2 separate regions of the Sus scrofa genome follow, and region 1 is linked to region 2. The links are chromatin contacts, called in public HiChIP or PLAC-seq maps. All regions are on one chromosome and are shown on one strand. The core of a region is the stretch at or near the end of the contact, and the rest is flanking DNA. Distances in the headings are between cores, read along the strand shown.

Region 1 (6,645 bases), core at 3,781-6,280, 42 kb before region 2:
CCCGGGGGGGGGCTTTCTCAGAGCCACAGGGGGTATTTGGGGTCAGCTTCCCTCCAACCCCTGAGCTCACCATGGCACCTGCTGCTTTCTGCAGCTCAACTACACGCGGCCAGGCCTTCCAGTGCTGAACCCCCAGCTGCTGGAGGCGTGGAAGAACGAGGTCAAGGACAAGGGCCATGTCAACTGCCCCAATGATGTGAGCTGGGGAGGCTGGCGCAGGCCTGGGGGTGCTGGGACTCAGGACAGAGGCCCAGGTGTGGCCTTGGGGGGAGCCCTTCAAGTGGCCCCTGCAGGGTCCTCAGACGGAACCCCATGGACAGAGAGGCCTTGGCCTCTGCCCTGGTGGCCCCGCCCACCCACACCTCATGAGTCCTGGGGTCAGGTTCCCCGACTTGCCCCAGACGGGCCCTGGATCCCCCGGGCTGGGGCAAGGGGTGCATACTTGTGGGGGCCCTGCCAAAGGCCTCCCCCACGGTTGCCTCCTGCCCCCAGTGCTGTGAAGCCATCTACTCCAGTGTGTCCGGCCTCAAGGCCCATCTGGCCAGCTGCAGCAAGGTCAGTCCCAGGTCCTCCCCTGTGGCAGGGCATGTGCTTGCTGCTCCCGGCTGCCCCCGGCTGCCCCCCAGGGGTTCCCACACATTGGGTCTGTGCCCTTGCTCCTACGAGGCTGATGGCCAACCCAGCCCCTGTCAGTCAGTCCTGGGCAGTCCTGCCTCCATGTTCTCCTTGTCTCTGCTGCTACACGTGGGGCACACCCACCTGGGCTTGGGGCGGGGGCTCTCAGCAAAGGCCTCCCCTCCCTCCCCTGCCCTCCCCTGCCCTGTGGCAGAGGCTGGGTGCCTGAAGCCCAGCTCGTGGGCATCCATCCAGATAAGCTGCAGTTGCCCCTGACTCTGTAGCCACACAGCCTCGGGGCAGGGTGGTGGGAGCTCCTGGCTGCAGCTGGGCCTCTCTTAACCTCCACCGGCCAGGGATGGTGGCCAACTTGTGTCCGTGGGACTGCCCTGTGCCTGCAGGGGGACCACCTGGTGGGGAAGTACTGCTGCCTGCTGTGTCCCAAGGAGTTCAGCTCTGAGAGTGGCGTCAAGTACCACATCCTCAAGACGCACGCAGAGGTGGGGCAGGGATGGGGCCTGGTGCGAGAGCCCCATGGAGGGGGCTGGGCGGGGGCCGGGGAGGCGGGGAGAGGGGTGTTGGTTGGGCTGACGGCTCGAATGGCCTTCCTTTGAGCAAGTGGCTGCTGTGGAGAACCCTCCCTCCAGTGTCTCCGCCCCGCCCCGCCCTCCAGTGTCTCCGCCCCGGTGTCTCCATTGCTGCTTCTCTCTCCCAGAACTGGTTCCGTACTTCGGCAGACCCGCCCCCCAGACACAAGGGCCGGGACTCCCCTGTACCCAAGAAGGAGCGGAAGAGTCTGGCCGGCGGCGGGAAGAAGCGGGGCCGAAAGCCCAAGGATCGGCCCCCCGAGGAGTCGGCCCCCAGGACGTCCCCCCGCCGGGACGAGTGGCCTCCGGGAGGCAGAGACAAGGGGGCCCGGGGCTCCACGGGCCGGAAGGTGGGAGCCGGCAAGGCACCCGAGAAGTGAGCGCGTGGAGCCTGGCAGGTGGGTGGGGCCCGTCCCCACGCGGCCCGGCCCCTCCTCCGCCCGGGTGGGGCTCCGGCACCTCCTGCCTCCTGCCCTCCGGGTCTCCACCCCGCCCCTGCCTGATCGGCTGTCCTGCTGGGCAGCTGGTCCTCTCCCTTCCCCGAAGGTGGTCCTACACCCCCCCCCCCACCGCCCCCGGACCCGGGCTGCGGCGGGACACCCTGAGCTGAGGCTCCTGGGCCCGGGAGCCGGGGCCGCTGCGGAAGTGCAATAGTCCAGAGGGACCTTCCCGGGCCCACCGAGTCTGGGGCCTGGCTGGGCAGGAGGCAGGGTTGCAGCCTGGGCTTTAGTGCTTGGGCCACATGGAGCCGGCCGATGGCCTTCTGGCCCTTGGCTGGCGAGCTCCGTGCTCTGTCTGCTTCCTCAGGCCCAAGCTCGGGGGTCCCTGGTGACCTGTGGTTCTGGGCTGGTGAGGGACCTGAGCAGCCTCACTTCTTGACCCGACACTGGAGCCCCAGCACCCCCAGCTACCTCCCAGGACAGACCCCAAGTCTGATAGCTGCCGTGCTGACCTGACAGCTCGCCCCACGCCCACCCCAGCCGTCTTCTGGTTCCTGCACTTCTCTCTACCTCTCCAGCCCCCGCCCATGCCACCCCTGCCACCCCTGCTACCCCTGCTGTGCTTGGGCCCCCATGCCACCCCTCCCTCCCCACATCCATCACAGGGGGCAGCTCTGCTCTGCCACACCCCAGTAGTGCTCCCGCTGGGGGCGGGCGGGCGGGTTGGGGGGGGGGTTCTACTTCTCCCTCTGAAGGGCTGTGGGCGCAGGGCTGTGGGGCCGCATGAAGTGAGCTCCGGCCTCGGCCCCCAGCTTTGCTACTACTGCTGGCCTGGCTCTAGCAGCCCAGTGGGCAAGGGTTGGGCCAGTCTGGGTTCTGGGATCACCTGGGGTCCACAGGCATGTGGGGCAGGGACCTGGGGTCTGGCTCTGAGTAGTGATTCCTGTGGGAAGCAGCCTTTGGTGGTCTGAGTTGGCCCTGGCCAAGCTCCCGTGGGAGCCTCCTGCCCACTGTCTTACCTGCTCCTTTGTTTCTGGCTACGTGGCTTTTTGACATGAGATCCAAAGGCTGGGGCGGAGCTGGGTCAAACTCACAGCAGGTCGGCAGCAGTTCCAAGGCTCTGTCTTGACTCCCTTTGGTGCCCTGAGCTCTGTAGGTTGGGTTGGGGGAGTCCAGGCCACTCTGAGGAGGTAGCCACATGGTTTCTGGCCTCCTGCCTGGACCCCACCTTCCCACTCTGGCGTTGCAGGGACACGGAGGGTGCCCAGAGATGCTGGGGTGAATGGAGGCTGTTTTCCACTGGGGGGTGGGGGTGGGCTGAGGGCTCGGCCTCGCCGATCCTGAATGATGTGAATTTTGATATTTGCCGGTGTGCGTGTATCTCCTGGGTGTAGTGGATGCCGGTCCTGTTGCTGTGACAAGTAACAACCTTTTTTTTATTCTGTTTTTTATACAACAACTCACAACAATCTGACACTTTGGTGCTAAGGGTTTCCTGGTGCCGACCGACAGTGGATCTGGGGGCTGGGCTGGGTCCCTCCCCTGCTCAGGGAGGTGGCGCTGACTGGGCACCTCGGCCCCAGCTCCTGTCCTCAGCCAGCCCCTGGAGGGCGGGGGGGGCTCTGGTCTGGGCTCAACTCCCCTCCCCCTGCGCTGGGGAGCCGCTTCAGGAGGGCCTGGGGCTGGGGTGCCGTGCTGCCTGTCTCTGGCTTCTTCTTTCGGCCAGCATGTTCTGACCCAGGGCAGTTCTGGCCTGATGTCCTAGGGAGGGGGTGTGGAGGCTGGACTCTCCCCACTTGATCTGAGCAGAGGGTGGAGACATGGGCGGATGGAGGTGCTCCAGCATCAAAGGTTGAGGCAAGCAGCATGGGCTTTGGGGCAGGAGGGCTTTCTTTCCTGTGTTCCCGCTGTCACTGATGTGCAGTTGGTGGAGGTAGAGGTGGGTCGGGCGGCCACTGCAGGGGCAGCTGCGGGAGGGGCAGGGGAGCAAGTGCTGGTGGGAGCCCCACATGCACTCTGTCCTTGTCATCAGTGGCTGGAGGCGTTGGACCTCCACGCCTCTGCTGGGGATGGCCACCTGCCCCGGCCTCTCAGGTACTTGGCCCTTGGGGAGTGGGGGCTGGTTTTGGCAGGGGGATGAGTTTCACTGTCACCCCCGAGGTCCAAGTGTGGTCCCTGGCATGGGGACCCCGCCGGATGTGTGGGAAGAGGTGGGGTGCTGGGTAACTTGATGTTTAGCACTTTAACCCCCTTCTTGGTCTTTAAGGTGGGCCTGGGGACTGCCGCCAGAAGTGGCTGCTGGGCCAGACCGCTTTCTTCCCCTCTTTCCTCCCTGCTTCCCACACTCTGGCTGGTGGATGGCAGTGGCAGGCTGGTTACAGAGCCCTCCTCCCATGGTGCCAGAGCCCTGGGCAGCTCAGCAGCATCTGCCCACTTCTCACTCTGGTGGGAGTGCAGCCAGGTAGCCTCCTGGCCTTGACTGAAACCTTCAGTGAGAGGGACCAGAGCGGCAGGCAGCCCCTACCCCGGTGCAGGGGGCATGGACCCTGCCTGAGACCCAAGCCCAGGGCACAATGCCAGGTCCCTTTCTGAAGATCTACCTCTGGCCCAGCCTCCCCCCCTTGCCCTGAGAACAGGAAACGGTTAACTCAAGGGACTGACACTTCACACAAAAATAGGATGCACTTTTTTGCTCATGCAAGGGCAGATGAGTGTCCCCCGGTGTGACTGGTGGTCTTCCCAGCTGTAGCCCCACTCCTGTCCCTCTGGTTTGGAAGGGAAAGAATGGGTGCACCCTGACCGCAGAGGGGAGGGCTGTCCCTGTGTGTCCCCAGTGGGTCCCGGGCAGTGGGCCTGCAGGCCTGGGGTTCTGGGACAGCCAGCACCTCCTGCCTGGCAGCCACACATCCTGTACTTTGGGTTTCTTGGTTTGGGTTTTTTAATGCCAGTTCTCCGTAATAAGTGCATTTCGAAAGAGAGGTTCCAGCTATCACTTGTAACCATATATATACATATATATTCTATCTACAAAGTGTTTATTTGCAAGATGTTTTGACGGTGAGCTTGGGCCCTGCCCGCCTTGTGACCATCTGTCCCCGGTCCTCGTCCCCGCTCTCCGGCCCGAGTGGCGCGGGGGCGGGCCATCAACTGTATGTATTAAAAATGACTGTATCAAATAAATGTTTATTAATTTTTTTTCCAGGGGTTTTGTGCGGCTGAGTTTGTGGGAAAGCGCGCGTTGGGAGTCTTCCCCGGACGCCGGCCGCGCAGCCTCGTGGAGCTTGCGGTCCATGAGGCGCGCGCGGCCTCGTGGGACTTGTAGTCCGCGGGGCGCGCTGGCGGGCGCGCGGCGCGGGGCCCGAACCACAGCTCCCGGCAGCCTGCGCGGCCAGCCCCGAGCCCCGCCCCGCCCCGTCCCGCCTCGCACGCGGAGAGGGCCCGGAGCTCATGGCTGCGCCCCCAGCCTCGGCCGACGCCCCCGGCCCAGCCCCGCCGCCCCCCGCGGCTGGAGACCGGCCGGAGCGGCCGGAGGGGAAGAGCGAGACCCCGTGCGAGGACCGGTAGGCGCGGCGCGCCCCTCGCGTGCCGTGGGAGGGGCGGCCCCGGGAGCCAGATCTGGACCAGTGGAGGGTCTCCGGCGCCTGGCTGGAGCGGGCCCGCGCGGACGGCCGCGGGAAGGGGCCCATGGGCAGGGCCCGCGTGGGGCCTTGGTCTGTCCCCAGTGGAGGGGGCAGCGGGCCAGCGAGCGCCTGGGCTGGGCTGCGCGCTTACCGGGCGCTCCCCAGGTCCCCAGTTTGTTCCGACCCCGCACGGACTCGGCCCTGCCCCATCGAGGCCAGAGGTCAAAATGCTGGTCAGGACGGAGCACCGTGCCCGGGGACCCTCAGGCTCTGGGGGCCTTCCAGGGGGTGCGTTTGTCACCTGGCTGGGGAGGTGGCTCCCTCTTGGAGCCTCCAGGGCCAGGCCCCAGGGTGATGGTGGATCTGTGCTCAGGGGAGGGGTGGCTGGCTCCTCTCTTCCGGGTTTGAACCGTCCTGAGGGCCAGGGCCAGCAGTGGCCACAGGCTGGAGCCAAACGAAACCTCCCCAGCCAGGCGCCTGGTCCCGGAACTTGCTGTGGTCTGGACTCCACGGCATTGTGGGTGCTGCCAGCAGAGCCGCTGGACAGGCAGGCAGAGGAATCAGGGGCGAGCTGCTGGGCGGGGTAAGGCTCCCTGAGCCTCAAGGAGCTTGTTGTGTCCCTGTAGACACACCCTCCCAGTGAGCAGTGACTCAGAGCTGGGCAGGGTGATAACGTCCTGAGTTGTCATGCCTGCTGGTCCCGGAGAACCTGATTTAGCCCGAGACCAGGTAGTCTCTGCCTACAGACACGGATTGGTACAGAGACCACACATCTCGGCGCTGGGGAAGCAATGGGCTTCCCGTCCTCAGAGCAGGGTCCCCAGGGAACAGGGGAGGGCAGCCAAGATGCTTGGGCTGTAAGCCTAGACCCATGGCATCTCACAGAGCCCCTTCGAGTCTGCCCTGAGCTGCCTCTGGACCTCATGCGGGCTTACTCTCTCCATGCTACCTGCCTTCTGTGTGATGTGGTGTTTCTCAAGCATGTACCCTCAACCCCCCCCAGTCCCTACACGCCCCCCCCCGCCGAGGGCCCCTGAGCTGGCTCTAGTCGGTGTCCAGTTGTATGTGCAGGTGCCTCTGAGCCAAGGCTCTCCCCGGCCATGATTCCAGCTTTTCCCACATCGTCGAGGCTGCACTGGTGTGGTCAGCCCACCTGGCTCTGGTTTCTTGTCTGTGTGCCCTTCTGGAAGGTCTCCCAGGAGGACTGGACCTTGGACTCCCTTTGCATCTGACGGTCGTAGCAGTGCGCCCCTCAGGCTGCCTCCTGGTGTGGTCCTGGTGGGCTGGGGCCTCCCTCTGGGAGTGGAGGAGCCTGGGTGCTCTTGCTCAGAGCAGTGGAAGCAGGGGATCCTGTAGTGCGATGTCCACGGGGTAGGGTGGGGT
Region 2 (7,299 bases), core at 2,754-5,253:
CACTGCAGTAGCTAGGGTCACAGCTGTGGTGTGGGCACAGCCGCCCAAAAAGGGCATTTTCAGTGACATCCCAAACCTGCTCTCACCACACACTCCGTCTTCAGACAATGAGATATTGTACCTCATTTCCGCAATTTCGATGTGAACTACTAGGATTTGCTAAACTCTTAGAATTTAAAACAATTCTTACCTACTAACGACCAAAACCTACTGTCTGCCAGCACCAAGAACGGAGGCATAACGCACCACTTCAGCAATAAAACATACTTACACAAAATTAATGCAGAGAATGAGGAAAGAGAATCTAAACTACAGGTTGTCTGATAATCTAATCCTTAAATCTTCTGGGTTGAATTCTGAGTGACCGATAACAGACCAGCTGTTAATCCGCTTCAGGGGACGTCATTACCTAAGAACTGGCCCTGGTATCAGGACAGTAAAACCAGAACCGTTCCTCCTGCCGAGGGCAGCATTTTCATAAAACGTGACGACTGCCGTTTTCAGCCTCCCTACCACTCACACCTAGGACGCACCTGCCGAGCTATCTTGCCCTCGACCATCTTCTGCCAGCTCCTCCCCCACACGCAGTAAGAGAGGTACCAGGACCCCCACTCAGTGAGTCCAAATCTTGGCCTCTTGCAGGAGGGAAAGTCTGGCACAGACCCTGCTGACACCCAGACCGGACGACTGCGACGGAGCAGGAGGGGTCTGATCTGACGCGTCCAGCCAGATCACCACATCACAGGAAAGCGCCTCTTGGGGAGAACGCTGTGCGGAGGGCACACCAAGAGCCCAGAGTCTCTGCTCTGCTTCCCGCCCTGAAGACACAGGGATCTGTTTCCCGACAGGAGACCTGGCTGCCCTCATGGGCTGAGATACGGTTTGCCCACAGCGTTATACCCTCCAAGCCCTGCGCAAAGTACTTAAAAAAGGAGTTAAGTTAAAAAAGGAATTTTTCAAGGGTGATAACACCTGTGTCCATCATAGCCTCATTTTATTTTATTGTCTTTTTTTTTTTTTTTTTAAGGGCTGCACCCAAGGCATATGGAGGTTCCCAGGCTAGGGGTCCAATGGGAGCTACAGCTGCCAGCCTGCACCACAGCCACAGCAACGCGGGATCTGAACCACCCACGTCTGCGACCTACACTACAGCTCACAGCAACACCAGATCCTTAACCCACTGAGCGAGGCCAGGGATCGAACCTGCAACCTCATGCTTACTAGTCAGATTCATTTCCTCTGCGCCACAACGGGGAACTCCACATCATGTGATCATTTTAAATAGAGAGACAAAGTCTCACCTTAGATAAATCCCACCTTGTCCCCTTACCCCAGCCTCACTGCGCTTTAGTCACTGATTCAACAAACACCTGTGGAGCATTCACTCCAGCCCAGGACCAATGCAGGCATCTCAGGCCGGAGCCCTGGAGAGGCACCATCAGCATCCTGTCAGGCGGGTGGTCAGCCCAGGAGCCAGTGCGGAGGCCTGACCTCAAGTTCTAGGTCTGGGACTGAGCACAGAGCACCCATCCTGTGTGAGCGAGGGGCACTCAAGAACAAAAAGGGCTGAGAGAGACCCAGTGCACTGACAGAACGAACGAAAACCAAGAAAATAAACTCACTCTGCGTGAAGATTCTGCAAACGACTCAAGTCCTTTAGTCACAAAGCAGGATTCAGTGTGCTCACAACAGCCTCACAGCAGAGAGCGAGCCGAGGGTCAGGAACGGCTCACTTCCCTGTGACTCGAACAGTTTACTGCATCTCACGCCACTTCATCAACAAATGAACAGCATGTGGGCTTTACCTGGGGCGGGGGGCGGCAAAGACAAAACTTCTAAAAGCATCGTTATAGTGGCAGATCAGACAAAACCTTTTGGTTCTGAGCAAACTCGAGACTAAAAGTGGCAAAAAGATTTACAGGGAAGTCCCGCACAGATCACCTCTGCGCCCTGCCTCTGGACTGGCTGTCCTCTCCTGAGAGGGAGCTGACTTGCCACGGACCTCCCTCAGCACCCAGCGCCCAACTATTCAGCACTCACCCACAACGACTTCCCAGTGACAAGGTCGCTGTGCTGCAGAGCTGCTGCTAAGCTCATCACTCTCCTTCATTCGACCAGTGTTTACCGGGCACAGAGTGTGTGCCAGGAACTGTTCTTCGCACCAAACAGCCACCCTGTGGACCTTACCCCACAGTAAAGGATTACGCGTAACAAACGTACTAAAGAGACTTCAGAAGAATTAAGTGCTGTGGGAAATTAAACAGGAAAGGGAATCAGGAAACCGGAGGTGGCGAGCTGGAATTCTAGGTAAGATAGGGAAGGCCTGCCCTCACTGGGCCTAAGAGTGAGGAAGTGAGGGATCCGGGCAGATCCGAGGACAGAGCACATGAGTCTGTTGAGAGAATGGCCAAGAGGCCATGGCGGTGGGGGTCAGAGGGTGGCAAGGGGCGTCCCTCCCCAACAAAGGTGCCCACCCAAGGCCACAGGCTCCAGAGCCGAGGTCCCTCAGCAAGGCTGTCTCCTCCACATGCAGACCTAAGCGTCTGCTCACCACAGATGCCCAGGTGGTCTGCTTTCGCCACGGCCAAGGGGAACAGGCGCAACACACACGACCCTCAGATCCCAGGGCTAGTGGAGGCACCTGCCCCACAGCCAGAGCGGCTCCTACAGCCCTTGGTTTGGCCACAGGCCCCCAGAGGTGCCCGGGGTCCCAGAGTCCTGACAGGTCAAAGGAGAGCTGCTGGCTCTCAGTTATAAAGTTTCCCAAAGCCCTTAAGTCCTGCCTCATAGCGTCACCTCTCATTTGACAGATGACACGATGCTGACACTCACGACAACACTGAACAAGAGAGGAGCAAGAGAATAAACATAAAATCTCAGAGCTTTGCCTTTAGGCAACCAAGTCACAGACGGGCCAGTACACTTGTTTTGTCATTAAGATAGTTTGTAAACAGACAGAGGTGTCCAGCACGGCACCCATTAGGCTACGACCGGCTGGTTAAAATGTCTCCTTATCAAACCTCAACACGAAAATCAAAATAAAACTGAAACTTTTGCTTCCCTTCCTGTGTGGCACAACCAAATGCACTCCGATAAATCGTCTCAGGCACATGAAAAAGGGGCTCCTTAATCCAGCCTCTCAACACGAACAAGTTAGAACCTGAAGGGAAGAGCTCCCGACACTGTCTCCGCAAGACAATACACAGCGATGCTCCAAATAATGTCCTTGCGACGCAGAGAAAACACTTCTTTCTTACCAGGCCGACGATTCACACCCCCGAGATTAATTTACAGCGCGTCAAGGAACAAAGCTCACTTCGCCGAGCTCCAAGCGTGACCCGGGGACAGGTTACGTGGCTGCTGCATCCGGCGGCTCTGCCCCCCGCGGCCCCCTGGACAGGAAAGCCCCTCCCCAGGGCGGTGGGCGCCCGGCGCACACGCCGGGCCCTGGGCCCTCGCCGCCGCCGCCGCCGGTCAGGTCTGGCCGACCACAGCGCGGGCCCGGCGGCCTGGCCACGGCGCGCGCCCTGGGCCTCCCGGCGCCTCTCCGGCCCGGCCGCCGCCCCCCGCCCCGAGCGGGGAGGGAGGGAAACAAGGAGGGAGGGGGTCGCCGCCATTTCCGGCTACGGGCGCGCGGCCCCCCAGCCCGCGTCGCGCCCCCCTGCGCCCCCGCCCTCCTCCAGCCGCCTCCACATCCCGCCCCCAGTCACCGCGAGGCCCCCGCCCGGCCTGACGCGATGCCGCGGGCCCGCCGCGAGCTCACCTGTCCGCGCGCCCGCCCGCCCGCCGGCTCCGCGGCTCTGCTCCTCCCTGCGCAGCGCTGCTGGGCAGCCGGCCGACGCGCTCCTCAGCCGGGGCTGCGCCTCGGGACCCGGCGGCGGCGGCGGCGGCGGCGGCGGCGGCGGCGGCGGCGGCAGCGGCGGCGGCGGCGACGGAGTCGGCGGCGGGGGCAGCGGCAGAGGGCGCGGGAGCAGCACCGGCAGAGGCGGCGAGGGCGCGCACGCTCACGCACGCTCACGCACGCACCCGCACCGGCGCGCGCGCTCCCGGGAGGACGTGGGCGCCGGTGGGTCGGAGCTGCGGGCTGGGCAGGCCGCGCGTGCGCTCAGAGCGCTGCGCAGAGGCTCCGCCCACGAGGGGCAGGGCCCGAATGACAGCAGTGGGCGGAGGCTCCAGAGCTCCCAGCGGAGGCTCCGCCTACTGAGGGCGGAGTCCCGAGTGCCAGCCCATACGCGGGTGCTCCGAGAGCTGTGGGCGGAGCTTGCACCGCGGAGCCGGAAGCCTCCACCGCCCAGCAGGGGCGGGGCCGAGACGCGGGGGCGGGGCCTGCCCGCCAGCGCTTCAGGTAGTGGCTAGTGCGCCGACAGGTGCTGCGGTAAACGGATGCGGGGACTAGTTTGGCGGCTGACTTTGCCTGGAGCTTCACGTAAGATTGGGGAAACGCAATTGTTCTCGTCAAAGAACAAGCGAAAGAGGGAGCTGGTGGGAGTTGTCCCAGAGGCCGCCGACCCCTGAACCACTGTTAGGGACCGCGCGGTGCAGAGATGTGACTTGCTTCCTACCTCCCCAATCGCCGAAGTGTCACAGCCATTGTCCAGCCCCTCCCAGAATCACCTGCAAACAATGCCTTGAATGGGCAGTTGTACCAACTTCTACTCACTTCCCTTCCGGTCCAGTTTCGACCCGTTCTTTGACTCCGAGGGAGGGGAGACCTGCTCGTCACCCTTCGCTAACACTCCTTATAACAGGAGGTATTCTGCCGTATACTGAGTGCCTGGTACATCTGTATGTGCTATTTCATCCTGAAAGCCGTCCAAATCGATTTTTTTTTTGGGGGGGGTCTTTTTTAGGGCCGCACCCGCGGCATATGGAGGTTCCCAGGCTAGGGGTCGAATCGGAGCTGCAGCCGCCGGCCTGCACAAAAACCACAGCGACTCGGAATCCGAGCCGCGTCTGCGATCTACACCACAGCTCACGGCAACGCCAGATCCTTAACCCACGGAGCGAGGCCAGGGATCCAACCCGCAACCTCAGAGTTCCTGGTCCGATTCGGTAAGCACTAAGCCAGGCCTGGAACTCCCCCAAATCGACCTTTCCATTCACTTCTCTTGCCTCCTCACTTCCACACTTGCCCACATCAGCGGAGTCACATTCTTAACACAGAAACTTTATGACACTGAAGTCTTCCTATGACATACTGAGTAAAATCCAAACTCTGCCAACAAGCTCCAGCCCCGTTTACCTCCACCCTCTTCTTACACCTCTCTGCCATCCTTGAACTGCCCAGTTTGCCCCAGGCCTGGGGCCTCTAAGTGGCAGAGAGCTCAGGAAGTCTCCTGGCAGTTATTAAGTTGTGCAACATCAGTCAGGCAGCACAAAAAAGGCGTAGGCCAGAAAAACAAGCAGCAGAAAGGCCAGATTAGTATCTACATCTGGTGTTTTGGGGTTGTTTTTTGTTTTTTGTTTTTTTTCCTTTTTAGGGCTGCAACTGTGGCCTATAGAAGTTCCCAGGCTAGGGGTCCACTTGGAGCTGCAGCCGCAGCAACGCCAGATCTGAGCTGCCTCTGCAATCTGTACCACAGCACACAGCAACTGAGCGGGGCCAGGGGTAGGAGCTGCATCCTTACGGACACCGCAATGAGAACTGCAGTGCCGATGTCTTTCGATTCAAGGAATGGGTGAGGCAGGCCCTGGTGAGTCTCTCTTGGACCCAGTAGTTCCACATCAGGGGTTTTCTTTGGTCTTTTTAGGGTTGGAAATTCCCAGGCTAGGGGTCGAATTGGAGCTACAGCTGCCAGCCTACACCACAGCCACAGTAACACCAGATCTGAGCCACATCTGCAACCTGCACCACAGCTTGTGGCAATGCTGGATCCTTAACCCACTGATGGAGGCCAGGGATTGAACGCTCTTCATCATGGATACTAGTTGGGTTCTGAGCTACAATGGGAACTCCTAGTGATTGTTTTCTGAAGAAAATGTTCCCCAATACAGAAAAAGGTGTATGTGCTGAGCTGCACTTGATGGTGTTATTTGTAATCGTGAAAATGGAAACCGGTGCCACTATACACTAAGACACTCGGATGGAACGATATGGTTTAAACAAACAAGTCACCCTTTGGGAGGAGACAGGAAGGATACCGGCAAATGTTGACAATGACTGCAGGCCCACCAGGTGGCCCCTTATCCTAACCTTGAGACAGGAAGCTGGGACTTCAGGGAAGCAGGTGCTGCCAGCTTAGGGCAGACACACCTGAGGGCTAGAATCACCCTTGTACCTCACAAGGCCTAGCAAACACTTACCCACAAGACATCTAAATACTGAACAAGCGAAGACCACGTGGGAGCCCTGCGAATGTGGGGGATGCTGACTGCGGCAGCGGTGGCGCTTCCCCACTTGGTGCAGCTCCCCGTTGTGGTGGACTGCCATGCTGGGCCACAAGCCTCGTTCCACTTGAACTCATTCACTCTTCCTACTGGGCTTACTGTGGTGGTTGTTTTTGTTTTCGGCCGTGGCCTGCCGTGGCCTGATGTGGGATCTTGGTTCCCAGGCCGGGGATTGAACCCAGGCAGCAGCCGTGAAAGCACCAAGTCTTAACCACTAGACCTCCAGGAAACTCCCAACTTTCCCTGCAGCTGCATCTGGAACAAGCCATGTTCTGACCCCAAAGGAGGTCTGATGCCCCCAGTAAAGGGGCTTCCCCTCTGGGAACACCCAATACAGTAGAAATGGACGCGTGAAGTGCCAGGGCAGTGCAGGCTTCCCCTCAAGTTGTAGGGGCATGTGGCTAGCGTTTCAGGGCACAGCATTCTTCAAAAGGACAGAGGGCATAGAGTTGTAAGCCATCTTTTAAGTGATAATGGGAAGGGAATGAGAACACACTTTCAGAGTTCCCTGGTGGTCCAGTCATCAGGACGCTGCAGCCCGGGTTCATTTCCTGGTCTGGGAACTGAGATACCACATCAAGCGGCTGCATGCCATCATCAAAAAAAAGAAAAAAAAAAAGGGAGCTCCTGTCATGGCTCAGGGGAAACACATCTGACTAGTATCCACGGGGACGCAGGTTTGATCCCTGGCCTCCCTCAATGGGTTAAGGATCCGGTGTTGCTGTGAACTGCAGTGTAGGTGCAGATGCGATCAGATTCGGTGTTGCTGTGGCTGGGGTGGAGACCGGTGGCTGTAGCTCCGATCGGACCCTTAGCCCGGGAACCTCCATATGCCATACCTGAGGCCCTAAATATATATATACACACACGCACACGCTTGCTCTTGTGTGAAGGAAACACTGGGAGCGCATG

What was found. HiChIP or PLAC-seq counts read pairs in DNA pulled down with a chosen protein or histone mark.
Region 1: a contact with region 2 is called in an H3K27ac HiChIP or PLAC-seq map of skeletal muscle. The contact joins the promoter of UCKL1 here to the promoter of DNAJC5 in region 2. A contact is called at or near these places in 2 of 47 Hi-C or Micro-C datasets (both in embryonic fibroblasts) and 2 of 2 datasets of contacts at active chromatin or transcription factors (alveolar macrophages and skeletal muscle).

Annotation. Positions count from the first base shown.
Region 1 is chr17:62,794,781-62,801,425 of Sscrofa11.1, reverse strand. UCKL1 (uridine-cytidine kinase-like 1) reads left to right here and starts at 5,030. Exons shown (of 16, transcript XM_021077630.1): 1 at 5,030-5,202. The coding sequence starts at 5,090. ZNF512B (zinc finger protein 512B) reads left to right here. Exons shown (of 18, transcript XM_021077622.1): 14 at 95-196; 15 at 493-555; 16 at 1,017-1,115; 17 at 1,331-1,600; 18 at 2,010-4,843. The coding sequence ends at 1,582.
Region 2 is chr17:62,751,334-62,758,632 of Sscrofa11.1, reverse strand. DNAJC5 (dnaJ homolog subfamily C member 5) reads right to left here and starts at 4,003. Exons shown (of 6, transcript XR_002339937.1): 1 at 3,764-4,003.